Linked DNA regions of Sus scrofa: region 1 is linked to region 2. A link is a contact called in public HiChIP or PLAC-seq data. All regions are on one chromosome and are shown on one strand. Each heading gives the region's core, a stretch centred on a gene start, on an enhancer-like site or on the middle of the called end of the contact. The rest is flanking DNA. Distances are from core to core; before and after follow the strand shown.

Region 1 (5,905 bases), core at 217-2,716, 88 kb before region 2:
ATTTTATTCACCACCAGACATGTTTTAATGACATATTCCAGTGATTTGATCAGATAAAATTCAGAACTCTTGTTTAAAACTTCTGAACAATTATTCTCTGGCATGGCTAAAGCACTTGTGAAAAAAAGAGGACAGTAGGTACAAATGTTTAGCTAAAAAGCTTGCCACCTGTCCTCTATCTCTGAGCAGAAAGCAATCAGGAGATTTCTAATTCTGGAGGAGGAATCTAAATCACGCTCAGTTGATGCAAAACTACCTATCTGGAAAAAAATAAAAGCACAGATGATTAAAATAGAAAAATATGCCATGTTTTTTGTTTGTTCCAACCAATACTCAATTGCTCTGGACTAATGAATCTCTTGACCCAGAGGCTAATATGCAGAGGAAGTAAACAATGTCATGCCGAGTCATGCTGAAAACTGGTTTTTATTTCAGCCTATTTCTATGTCCAGACCCAGGAGGTGATCTGTACAAAGTTGTACAGGCTTTGGAACAACTAATATTAGAGTCACTATGTAAATGAAAGAGGCAAAAACCAATTTTATTTTCCATCTTTGCTTCTTTTGTGAGATATTTTTAATGATCACATTTGTGGAGAGAATAAAACACCCGGGGCCAGACACCTATCCAGAAATTTGAGCCAGAATCATCTTGAAGAAATGAGAGGTCACACAAGTGACTCATGAATCAAAGTAAATCCACCCTAAGTTAAATGGGTGAAAGGCAAAAAAAAAAAAAAAGCAAAAACGGAAGCTCTGGAATTTCACTGTGGCGCAACAGAAATGAATCAGACTAGTATCCATGAGGATGCGGGTTTGATCCCTGGCCTTGCTCAGTGGGTTGGGGATCCAGCGATGCCATGAGCTGAGGTGTAGGTTGCAGACATGGCTCGAATCCCACGTTGCTGTGGCTCTGGCGTAGGCTGGCAGCTATAGCTCTGATTCTACCCCTAGCCTGGGAACTTCCATATGCCATGGGTGTAGCCCTAAAAAGCCCAAATAAACCAACCCCCCCACACACACCAAACAACGGGAGCTCTATCCCAGGAATGAAATGAACCTAGACTATAGATGGTTGAAGCAGCAATTTAAAGTTCACGAATTCCTGTGAAAAACAGGAAGTGAATACATTATATTATATCTATCTATCTTCAGGACAAATGCCGACATAAAGTAGACGATTCAGAATGAAACTGATTAATTCTCTATTTTAAAAGTAGATATAATTGTTTAAAATACATTTATTAAAGACTGAATCCTATCTCCCCTAGCAGTAGCTCAAACTATCAATTTTTTAAGGGCAATAGCTTGGATCTCCACTCCTATCATGCAGGATGTGATCAGAGTTAAGCTGTTCCAGCTGAAAAAGAAGTGGGGATGCTGCCAGCTCCACTGGCGACAGTACCCTGTCAGCTTTGTGCATTAGTGCACCCTCGGATAGATTTTCATCTTACCTCAGACAGCCAGGCCCAGCCCGTGGCAGCCTGCACCCGGGCAGAAGTCTCTTCCGAGAGCTGAGCCTTTCCTACTCAGGAGAGATGGACCTGGGCCGGTCTCTTCTTGGGTGAGGAACCAAGCAAGGAGCTCACTCTCATTGCCCTGTGTCATGGGAACTTCTGAACTGATCCTGTGTGTTCAGGAGATCTAAACTCAACAAGGGGTCCTCTTTTCTGTTTCTTCCTTTCTCTCTGATAATATGGAATCTGAGGAATGGGCTGGATGGATAAGAAAAGTTCATTTATAACTAAGAAAAGGTGAAGTGTTATCCTTCAACAGCATAACCCTTCTACCAACCTAGAAGATTACCAAAACCTGCAGCCTTATATCCATTCTCCGGCAGCGTCATTTTTGGAAGACTGTCATCTCTTCCCTGTCTCCACAGTTTCTCTTTCACTCTCCTGGCTGTTCATTTAACCACACTGTCTGCAGCAGGCAGGATTTATTTTCATGGTCAGAGGTAGGAGAGCACAGACAGAACACACTGGGCCTGAAATCTCAAGACCCAATTTCAAGTTTCTGCCGCTCTTATTACACAAAGTTGTAGTTCAAAGATTAGGCTTCGGTCAGACTGCCCAAGATCCACTTAGCCCTACTGAATTGCTCTGCCTTTCTGTTTCCTTTTTCATAAGGCTGGGTTAAATAATGGTATCCACACACCACAGGACTGTTAACAAGACTGAATGAATACATGCACAGCATTTGACTAGTAAATGGTGCACAGTAAGCACTCAATAATACCACTATTAGCTGAAGAGGTCAGGCAAGTAATTTCATCTCACTTTCCTTATCCTAGAAATGAAAATATTTGCCCCTACCTATCTATCTCTTAATCTTTTAGGAATTATCAAGAGCATTAGAAGATATTTTGATTATGGGATATTGATTTCTTTTGTAACCTCATCACACTGGAAATGGAAAATACAGTTACTCTTATTTATTATTAAAAAGAGCATTCAGGAGTTCCCTTGTGGCACAGCAGGTTAAGGATCAGCATTGTCACTGCAGCAGCTTGGGTCACTGCTGTGGCGTGTGTTTGATCCCTGACTCACAAACTTCCACATGCCACAGGCGTGGCAAAAAAAAAAAAAAAAAAAAAAAAAAAATCCCTAAATCCGTTCTGATTGCATTTTGTATAGGGAAAAAAACACTAGAATGGAAATCAGAAGGCAGACTCTACGACTAGTTAGTAGTAATGTTATCTTTGCCTTCCTGAGTCTCATTTTTACCATCCTTTAAAATAAGGGAACTGGATGATAGATCTCCAAAGTTCCTCCTAGAAATTTTGTTTTTCTTTTTTGGTTGCCCTGCAGCACATGGAGTTCTTGGGCCCAGGATCAGATCTGAGCAGAAGCTGTGACCTATGCCGCAGCTGCAACAACAGTGGATCTTTAACTCACTACGCTGGGCTGGGGATGGAACCAGCATCCTGGTACACTGCAGAGATGCCAACCATCCTGTTGTACCACAGTGGGAACTCCTAGAAATATGGTTTTTACCAACACCAAGAATATGAACAGATCTTCAACTGTGTCCACAAGCTTTTCCAAGGGCACTAAGATATTACTATTTGTGTTCAAAACAATTTCAGTTTAACTAAAGAAAAATGAAGCTAAGAATGTTTTCATCATGCCACCAATTCTGAAGGGGAAGGAATGAATTTAATGCCAAAAAGATGTCAGAATAGGAGTTCCCGTCATGGTGCAGTGGTCAACGAATCCGACTAGGAACCATGAGGTTATGGGTTCGATCCCTGGCCTTGCTCAGTGGGTTAAGGATCTGGCATTGCCGTGAGCTGTGGTGTAGGTCGAAGACGCCACTCGGATCTGGCGTTGCTGTGGCTGTAGCTTAGGCTGGCAGCTACAGCTCCGATACGACCCCTAGCCTGGGAACCTCCATATGCCGTGGGAAGTGACCCTAGAAAAGACAAAAAGACAAAAAGACAAAAAGAGAGCAGAATAAATAACCAGATCAAAAGCTAAAGGTCACCTACTATAGGCAGGAGGAACTAACCTAATAGTAGCCCTGTCCTTTTTCTTTGTGAAAATGAGCACCATTTAGCAGGATCCCTCATTTTCCTCCACAAAGTCCCCCCTCAGTATGTGCTCATTTCCCCTGCCTCACTAGCTTGCTCAAATGTTTCTGGCATTCTCAAGTACCAGTTCTCTATTGTGTTCTGATCTTGTCGCTTCCTGCAGTCTCAAAGGCACTGCTGCTTTAATCCTCCTTCCGACCTCCAGCATCACATAGTTTTCCCTCTTTTCTAGATAACTCCCTACAAGGAGCACACAAACTTCCTTCAGAATCTCCTAATCAAGAAATAAAAAACAAAGCCTTCTTCTTCTTCTTCTTTTTTTTAATAGCCACACCTGCAGCATATGTAAGTTCCTGGGCAAGGGATCAAACCTGCACCTCCACCACAACCCAAGCCACTGCAGTCAGGTTCCTAACCCACTGTGCCACAGTGGGAACTCCAACAAAACCTTCCTTTTTTCTTCCTCTAGGTACCAGCCCTGTTTTATGCCTTCATGAATAGAGAGAAATTTCTTAAGCATACGAAGCTCCTGCCTCAGAGTCTCTGTTTTCACAATTTCTCCTGCCTGAAATGCTCTCATCCCTAACCTTGGAGGATCAGGGCTGGCTTTTTTCCCATGTCAGTTAAACCTCAGCTTAAATTCACTTTGTCAGAGAGGCCCTCCCTGAAAACCTAACTGAAGGCAGCTATTATGTCAATTCTATCCTATCAATTCTCTGCATAAAGCTATCATACATGAAAATTTTGCTACCCCCCAAAGAATATAAGGGTCAAGAGAGCAATCTGTTCATGTCTGTACCCCCAACCTAGAATAATATCCTGCACACAACTGGTATCTAATGAATCTGTGGCGCTGATTAGAAGAATGATTAAAGATTTATCTCCATTTCCCGAGAAAGTAGGTTCTCAGTTGCCAGACATAATCTTTTCAAAAAACTTATCCTGAAAATTTTCATTTTCAGAACACCAGTAAAAAAAGCGCTTTTAACAATGGACTTATATTCTCATAACATTATCTAAAAAAATTTTTTTTTTACAAAACTTTTCTACTAGAACCTTGTTCCTCTCTACTGGAATTCAAAAGATATAGATGACTGCACAGTAGTAATTATGTAACTGCTTGAAACAGGAATTAAACTCAAACCCAAGGTTATAAAAGTAGATTAGTATACAGATGATCCTAATGGAATTTTGCTTCCTCAGTCTAAGAATTCATTCTATTTGTGGAAATAAAGCAATTCGAGTACGTCTTTGTTAAATGACTAACCCCAAATCTCTTATGAATGACACACTTCTCTCTACTACCAACCCCGGTCCACCCCTGACTAAACACTCCTCACTTTAGTTACTCACACTAGTTCTTGAGAGAGTAGCTGTATGTTTCCATTTGGAAGACACAAACTAAAATGGTAAATATTCTAAGTTCTATAGTTAGTTTAGTCATACCACGTTATAAAACTCCACTCCAAAAATACTGTGAGGTAATTTCTGGCCTCAGCGAATTAAAAAATGTATAATGCCAGAAGAGTCTGCTACTCTGTCAACAAACAGTGTTACAATACTTCCCTTAATTGCTGGCACAAGTAAAAAGAATATGGTGCACTGATTAAAAAGACTATCTTTTAATTTAGAACCGGTGGCAGGTTGGGAAAATTATTTGTTTTCAAATTTTATGGCCGCACCTACAACATCTGGAAGTTCCTGGACCAGAGATTGAATCCCGGCCACAGCTGAGACAACACTGGACCCTCTGACCCACTGCACCAGGCTGGGGATTGAACCAATGCCTCAGCAGCAGGACACGGCAGTAAAGATTCTTAACCCACTGCGCCACAGCGAAACTTGGAAAGGAATGCTCCTAAGGTCCTTATGTGCACCTTCACTTTTCAGAAGCTTTGTCAAGACTCTATTCTCACGTGAAACACAATTCTTGTAAAAGCCTATCTCCTCCCTATACTCTCTTCCTCAACTGAGATGCTGACTCATACATCTAAAAAGCAATGAAATGCTGTCACTAAAGCAAATGAAGTATTTTATAGATGTTGATTTTTTTCTCCTAACTAGTGAAAGCCTTCCTTATATAGCCTTCCTAAGTAGAGTGCCATATATCATCTATTCTGAGTATTTAATACATTGGTCAATATCAAATATGTAGAGTCCTATTTAATCTCATTATCTCAGTTTTTAGATGAGGAAACATTTCAGATAAGTATCATTCAGATAGTCAAGGAGAACCAGGGCCAGAATCACTCTTTTCTGATAACCTGTCTACTGATCACACTCTCCTAACTACTATAGGTGACACACCTAGCAGCACTGCTAGCATTCTAGAAATGTTTCTGAATGAAAAAGGCAAAAGTCGGAACTTTGGAAT
Region 2 (5,641 bases), core at 399-2,898:
CAGGGATTGAACCTGCAACCTCATGGTGCCTAGTTGGATTCGTTTCCCCTGCGCCATGACAGGAACTCCCAAGAAAAGGATTTGAATAGAAATTTTTCCATGGCTACTAAGCACATGAAAAGATGCTCAACATCATTTGTTATTAGGAAGATGCAAATCAAAATCACAGTGAGCTATCATTTCTCACTCACTTAAATGGCTTATAATCCAAAAGACAGGCAACACACACACAAAGGCAGTAAGTGCTGGTGAGGATATATAGAAATTAGAAGCCTCATAGATTGCTGGTAGGAAATGGTACAGCCATTTGGAAAACAGGTCCTCAAAAAATTAAACACATAGTTAATGTATGAGCCGGCAATTCCATTTTTAGGTATATACCCAAGAGAAAAGCACAAGAAACTTGTATGTGCACGGTCATAGCAGCATTATACACAACAGCAAAAAGTGTAAACAACCTAATTAAAAAAAAATTTTTTTTTTTTGTCTTTTTGAGGGCCAAACCTGCAGCATATGGAAGTTCCCTGGGCTAGGAGTCAAATTGGAGGTGCAGCTGCTGGCCTACACCACAGCTCACAGCAATGCTGGATCCCTAACCCACTAAGGGAGGCCAAGATCAAACCTGCATCCTCATGGATACTAGTCAGGTTCATTACTGCTGAGCCACGACAGGAACTCAAGTGTAAACAACCAAAATGTCCATTAATTGATGAGCAGGGAAAATAAATGATATATCCATACAATGGATAATCAGCCATAAAATAGGCCTGAAGTTCTGATACACTCCACAACATGGATGAAGGCTGAAAACAGGCTGAATGAAAGAAGCTAGTCACAACAGATCACATGTTGCATGATTCTACTTATATGAAATATCCAGGCAGGAGTTCCCATTGTGGCTCAGTGTTAACGAATCTGACTATTATCCAAGAGGATTCGGGTTCAATTCTTGGCCCCGCTCACTGGGTTAAGGATCTGGTGTTGCCGGGAGTTGCAATGTAGGTTGCAGATGCAGCTCGGATCCTACGTTGTTGCTGTGGCTGTGGTGTAAGCCAGCAGCTGCAGCTCTAATTCAACCCCTAGCCTGGTAGCTTCCATATGCCACACTTGTGACCCTAAAAAGAAACAACAAAGCAACAAAAAAAACCCATATCCATCTTGAACAATAAATACATAAAAATGATGCTGTTCCAATGCCATATTTTGGGCTGCCTGGTCAGCAGTTGGACCAATGGTCCAGGCTTCTGTGTGGTTGCAGGCCCAGCTCAAATTTGCAAGTTCTCTGGGCCCCTGTAGACAGTTGCATCATTTCATAATGGCCCCACTTCCTTTTCTATAAACCAGTGCTTACCAAAGTTGCAGTCAGAAGACATCTGACTGTCCAGGGCCTCAGGGGCCTGAGAAAATTCAGAATCAAGACAGTTTTTTTCCTAAGTTAGTGCTCTGGACCCAGTTCATACCCCTTCCCGGGTTGGCTACGCCCCATCTTTTCTTCAGCCTCATCTTACCTTGTCTTGCCCTGTCTCCTAGCTGGAGAGGCGCCAGCTTCTCTTTGTGGCCCGCAGTCATGGCTGCTGTCCTGTCAAGTGTGACCTCAGCTGCCCCAAGGGAGCCAGGGCACAGCAGCTCCGGCTGATCCAAGTCCAAGCCAGCTGGCCTCCAAGAGCCTCTGACTTCCCAGCCGCTGCTCAGAGGGGCACACAACCCAGACCTGGGGAGTTAATACCCAGGGGGTAAACTTTGACCAAAAAGGAGAGGAGACTGGGAGGAGCTGGCAGTTGCTTTCTCTGCTTCTTTCTCCCCAGTTGACTGTTCCAACCCCTGGAGACATCCCGAGTGAGTGAGCAACTCTATATGTGCCTGTGAGGCCGCAGCCAGCTTGATAATGCACAATCTGTTTTGTTTTTTGTTTTTTTTTTTTTTTTTGCTTTGCTTTTTAGGGCTGCACCCACAGCATATAGAGGTTCCCAGGCTAGGGGTCAAATCGGAGCTACAGCTGCTGGCCTATACCACAGCCAGAGCAACGCAGGATCCTTAACCCACTGAGCAAGGCCAGGGATTGAACCCGTGTCCTCCTGTATCCTAGTCAGATTTGTTACCACTGAGCCACGAAGGAAACTCCAATAATGCACAATCTTGTACTGGCTTCCCCTCCCTCGCTGCCTCACCTCCCTTTTCCTCACTCATGCCACCCTGAAACATTAACCCTTAGGCTTTGCCACAGGCTCCATTTTCCAGGAAGCCAAGTCAGACAAACTCTGCATTTACTTGAGGGTAAAGGGTTTCTAAACCCTCAAAGGCTCTTTGGGCTATTTTCATCACCCTGCATTCCTACCTTGCCCCATTAAATAGAAACTTCTGCTGGCTTCTCTGGGAGGGAACAGCATTGGAAAAATAACTTGAATTCTGTTGACCTTCTGCGCTCCATGGGGTAAGCAGCAAGTCTTGGCAGGAAGGATGGGGGTGTTTGTCCTGCAGTAATCCAGCTGCTTTGGCAAAAACTTATGTGGTTAAATTTAATTCCGGGAAGAAAAAATAGGAAGCTCATTAGCATGTAGGTACCAGCCACTCCCCCCACCTCCCTCAATCCAGCTTTATCAGTAATAAAGCTATGTTTTCATCTCAATTTTTCTCATTCCTAAGCCTTTATTCTCATTTGGTTCAGAACCTGTGGTGATTGGAAAGGATATTATGAGAGTTATCTAGACCACAGCTAATGGCAACGCTGGGTCCTTAACCCACTGAGCAAGGCCAGAGGCCCAACCCACATCCTCATGGATACTAGTCAGGTTCATTACCGCTGAGCCATGATGGGAACTCTGGGATGATTTTTTTTTTTTTTTTAAGTGGCTAGGTTCCAAGTGTCAGAGTAGGGCTTCCCAATCTTGCGTGTGCCAAGACTGGGTTACAGGTGTTTGGAGGAGATGAGCCCCCTGCAGCCTGGGAGCAGCTGGCGCCTGGTGACAGCTTCCAGCCTTACAGAATCAGTTTATCCTTTGTGTCATATAAATATTACGGTTTACCCTGATGGGTGTTGTGACGTGAAAAAGCCTGGCAGGCACTGAGATAAATCACGCTTTAGTAAGGGCTATTGCGCCTTTCCTGTAGTGGCCTGCTAACTGAAAGTGTTTGGGAATTATTGATTGGTCAGAGGAAGATTTGTTGAAAGAATCGGAGAGTCAAAGACACGAAATGAAGACACCCTATGTCTTCCTGTGGTCCCTTCTGGGGAAATACACGTGATCTAACCGCTAAGAAAGATCAGTTGGAAAAGGATGACAAGGGACAATGGGAGGACATGCTAGAGGACATTCTAGGACAGCAGGATGTCTGGAGTTTCCCCCTCAGGCCCTTGCACTCCAGCCCCAAAGAGATCTTTGCCCCTTTCCTTCATATGTGCATCCTCATGAAGCAGAAGTAACACGGAGGCCCTGGTTCTGCCTCCCTTGAAGTTAGCGGTAGACTCTCCGGTCCCCTGAGGCCAGTTCCCTTTTCCTTCCACCTCTAAAGAGATTATCCTGGTTTCCCCAGGAGGCCCCGGGTCCCCACCTTCCTCCTCCCCTCTGTGCTGCAGTGCCTTTGTTTGCAGCCCTAGCTCCTCCCTGGGCTGCCTGAATTTTGAACTCCTGAAAAGGAAACTTTCTGGTGCTCAGTGGCACTGAATAAGACAGGAAACACTCTTGCACTGTGGCCGGATCCCCGCGTGGGCTACATTGTTTAAACTGCCTCCTTGCCCATGATTTTCCACCAGCGCATAAACAGGGGAAAAACCTCCTCCATCCTTTGCTGGAGCTTCTGAAACACACTCAGGGTCTCAGAACTCCCGACCTGGCCTCTTCCTAGCAAAGAATGGTTCCCGTTATTATCAAATATTACCATTATCAAATAATGGTGACCACGATTTGCCCAGCCCAGACTCAGCCAGGACATATCTATCATCCTTGATGTTTCCCTTGTTCCATTCCTGACGTCTAGGTTACCCCAAGTTTTCAAATATTCCTCTCTGACCTTGATGGGGCGGAAGAGGAGCCCAGTCCGCAGCTGCTGGGAATGCCTGTCTTTATTGTGGGAAAGGTGCCCGGCAAAGCCCCTGAGGCCTCTCTGCGGCTCTCACCCCCCACGCTGCCTCAGCTGCCCTCCCCCACCGCTGTTAGAGATTAGCTTCCTCCCCAGGCCCCAAAGAGAGCCTCCTGCCCAATCCTGTGTTGTGTGGCCTTCACCTGCTTGCCTCCCTAGGAGGGCAGGCAACCCCGGGGGAGAGGCCGCTTTCCAGGGTGCCAGAAGGCCCCCTAAGACTGACTGAACCAAATACTCACCCCCTACCTTGCAGGCCCTTAGTTCCCCAAATGGAAACAAAGAGAAGAGGGCGTCTGACTGGAAAATGGAAGAAAAACTTAAAATTCAAAACTCAGCTACAGCTGCTAATAGGCCTGACATTATTCTTTTTTCATTTGATATAACCCTTTTCTTTTCTTTCTTTTTTTTTCTTTCCATCTTTTTGCCTCCTGCGGCACATGGAGGTTCCCAGGCTAGGAGTCAAATCGGAGCTGTAGCTACCAGCCTACACCACAGCCACAGCAACACCAGATCTGAGCCATGTCTGTGACCTACACCACAGCTCACGGCAACGCTGGATCCTTAACCCACTGAGCAAGGCCAGGGATTGAACCCCCGTCCTCCTGTATCCTAGTCAGGTTCGTTAACCGCTGAGCCACGAAGGAACTGCTGATATAACCCTTTCTGATTTTAAAAGTGATTTCTGGAGTTCCCGTCGTGGCACAGTGGTTAATGAATTTGACTGGGAACCATGAGGTTGCGGGTTCGATCCCTGGCCTTGCTCAGTGTGTTAACGATCCGGCATTGCTGTGAGCTGTGGTGTGGGTTGCAGATGAGGCTCGGATCCCGAGTTGCTGTGGCTCTGGCATAGACCTGCGACTACAGCTCCAATTCGAGCCCTAGCCTGGGAACCTCCATATGCCATGGGAGACGCCCAAGAAATGGCAAAAAGACAAAAAAAAAAAAAAAAAAAGGGTGTTTCTGTTGTGGAGCAGCAGAAAAGAATATGACTAGGAACCAGGGGTTATGGATTTGATCCCTGGCCTCACTCAGTGGGTTAAGGATCTGATGTAGGAAGAAGACATGGCTTGGATCTGGCGTTGCTGTGGCTCTCGTGCAGGCTGGCAGCTGTAGCTCTGATTAGACCCCAAGCCTGGGAACCTCCACATGCCGCAGGCGTGGCCCTAAAAAGACAAAAAAAAAAAAAGGAGTTTCTTAGGTTAGGAACTCCCTGGTGGCTCAGCAGATTAATGATCTGGCATTGTCATTGCTGTAGCTCAAGTCACTGCTATGGCATGGTTTCCATTCCTAGCTCAGGAACTTCCCCATGCAAAAAGCATGGCCAAAGCAGGGGGGAGAAAAAGAATCTCTTTGGTTATATTTCACACTTGAGCTTAACCAAAAGACTGAGACGTGATCTTAGGTTATATTTCAATTAAAGTGGAACTCTTGGGCAAAACTCTATAAAGATGCAGTCACTGGCAATAACATTTAAATACAAAATTGACGCACCTTTCCACCCCAAATAAGCTTAATTTTTTGGGGGGAGGGGGATACTTTTACAGTCTAAATATGTTCCCAGGTT

Evidence for each region. HiChIP or PLAC-seq counts read pairs in DNA pulled down with a chosen protein or histone mark.
Region 1: an H3K27ac HiChIP or PLAC-seq map of skeletal muscle shows a contact between it and region 2. The contact joins two enhancer-like sites. A contact is called at or near these places in 1 of 5 promoter capture datasets (fetal skeletal muscle), 3 of 47 Hi-C or Micro-C datasets (alveolar macrophages, psoas muscle and skeletal muscle) and 2 of 2 datasets of contacts at active chromatin or transcription factors (alveolar macrophages and skeletal muscle).

The regions. Positions count from the first base shown.
Region 1 is chr18:18,893,087-18,898,991 of Sscrofa11.1, reverse strand. The region is part of intron 3 of UBE2H (ubiquitin-conjugating enzyme E2 H); the gene reads right to left. Among named protein-coding and RNA genes, the nearest start is that of UBE2H, 76 kb to the right of the region's middle. Within about 2 kb of position 1,466, at least 17 of the 83 cell types and tissues checked have an H3K27ac peak or open chromatin away from gene starts, as enhancers often do. A contact at or near this core is called in skeletal muscle, where this site is marked.
Region 2 is chr18:18,805,403-18,811,043 of Sscrofa11.1, reverse strand. No RefSeq gene overlaps it. Among named protein-coding and RNA genes, the nearest start is that of UBE2H, 11 kb to the left of the region's middle. Within about 2 kb of position 1,648, at least 4 of the 83 cell types and tissues checked have an H3K27ac peak or open chromatin away from gene starts, as enhancers often do. A contact at or near this core is called in skeletal muscle, where this site is marked.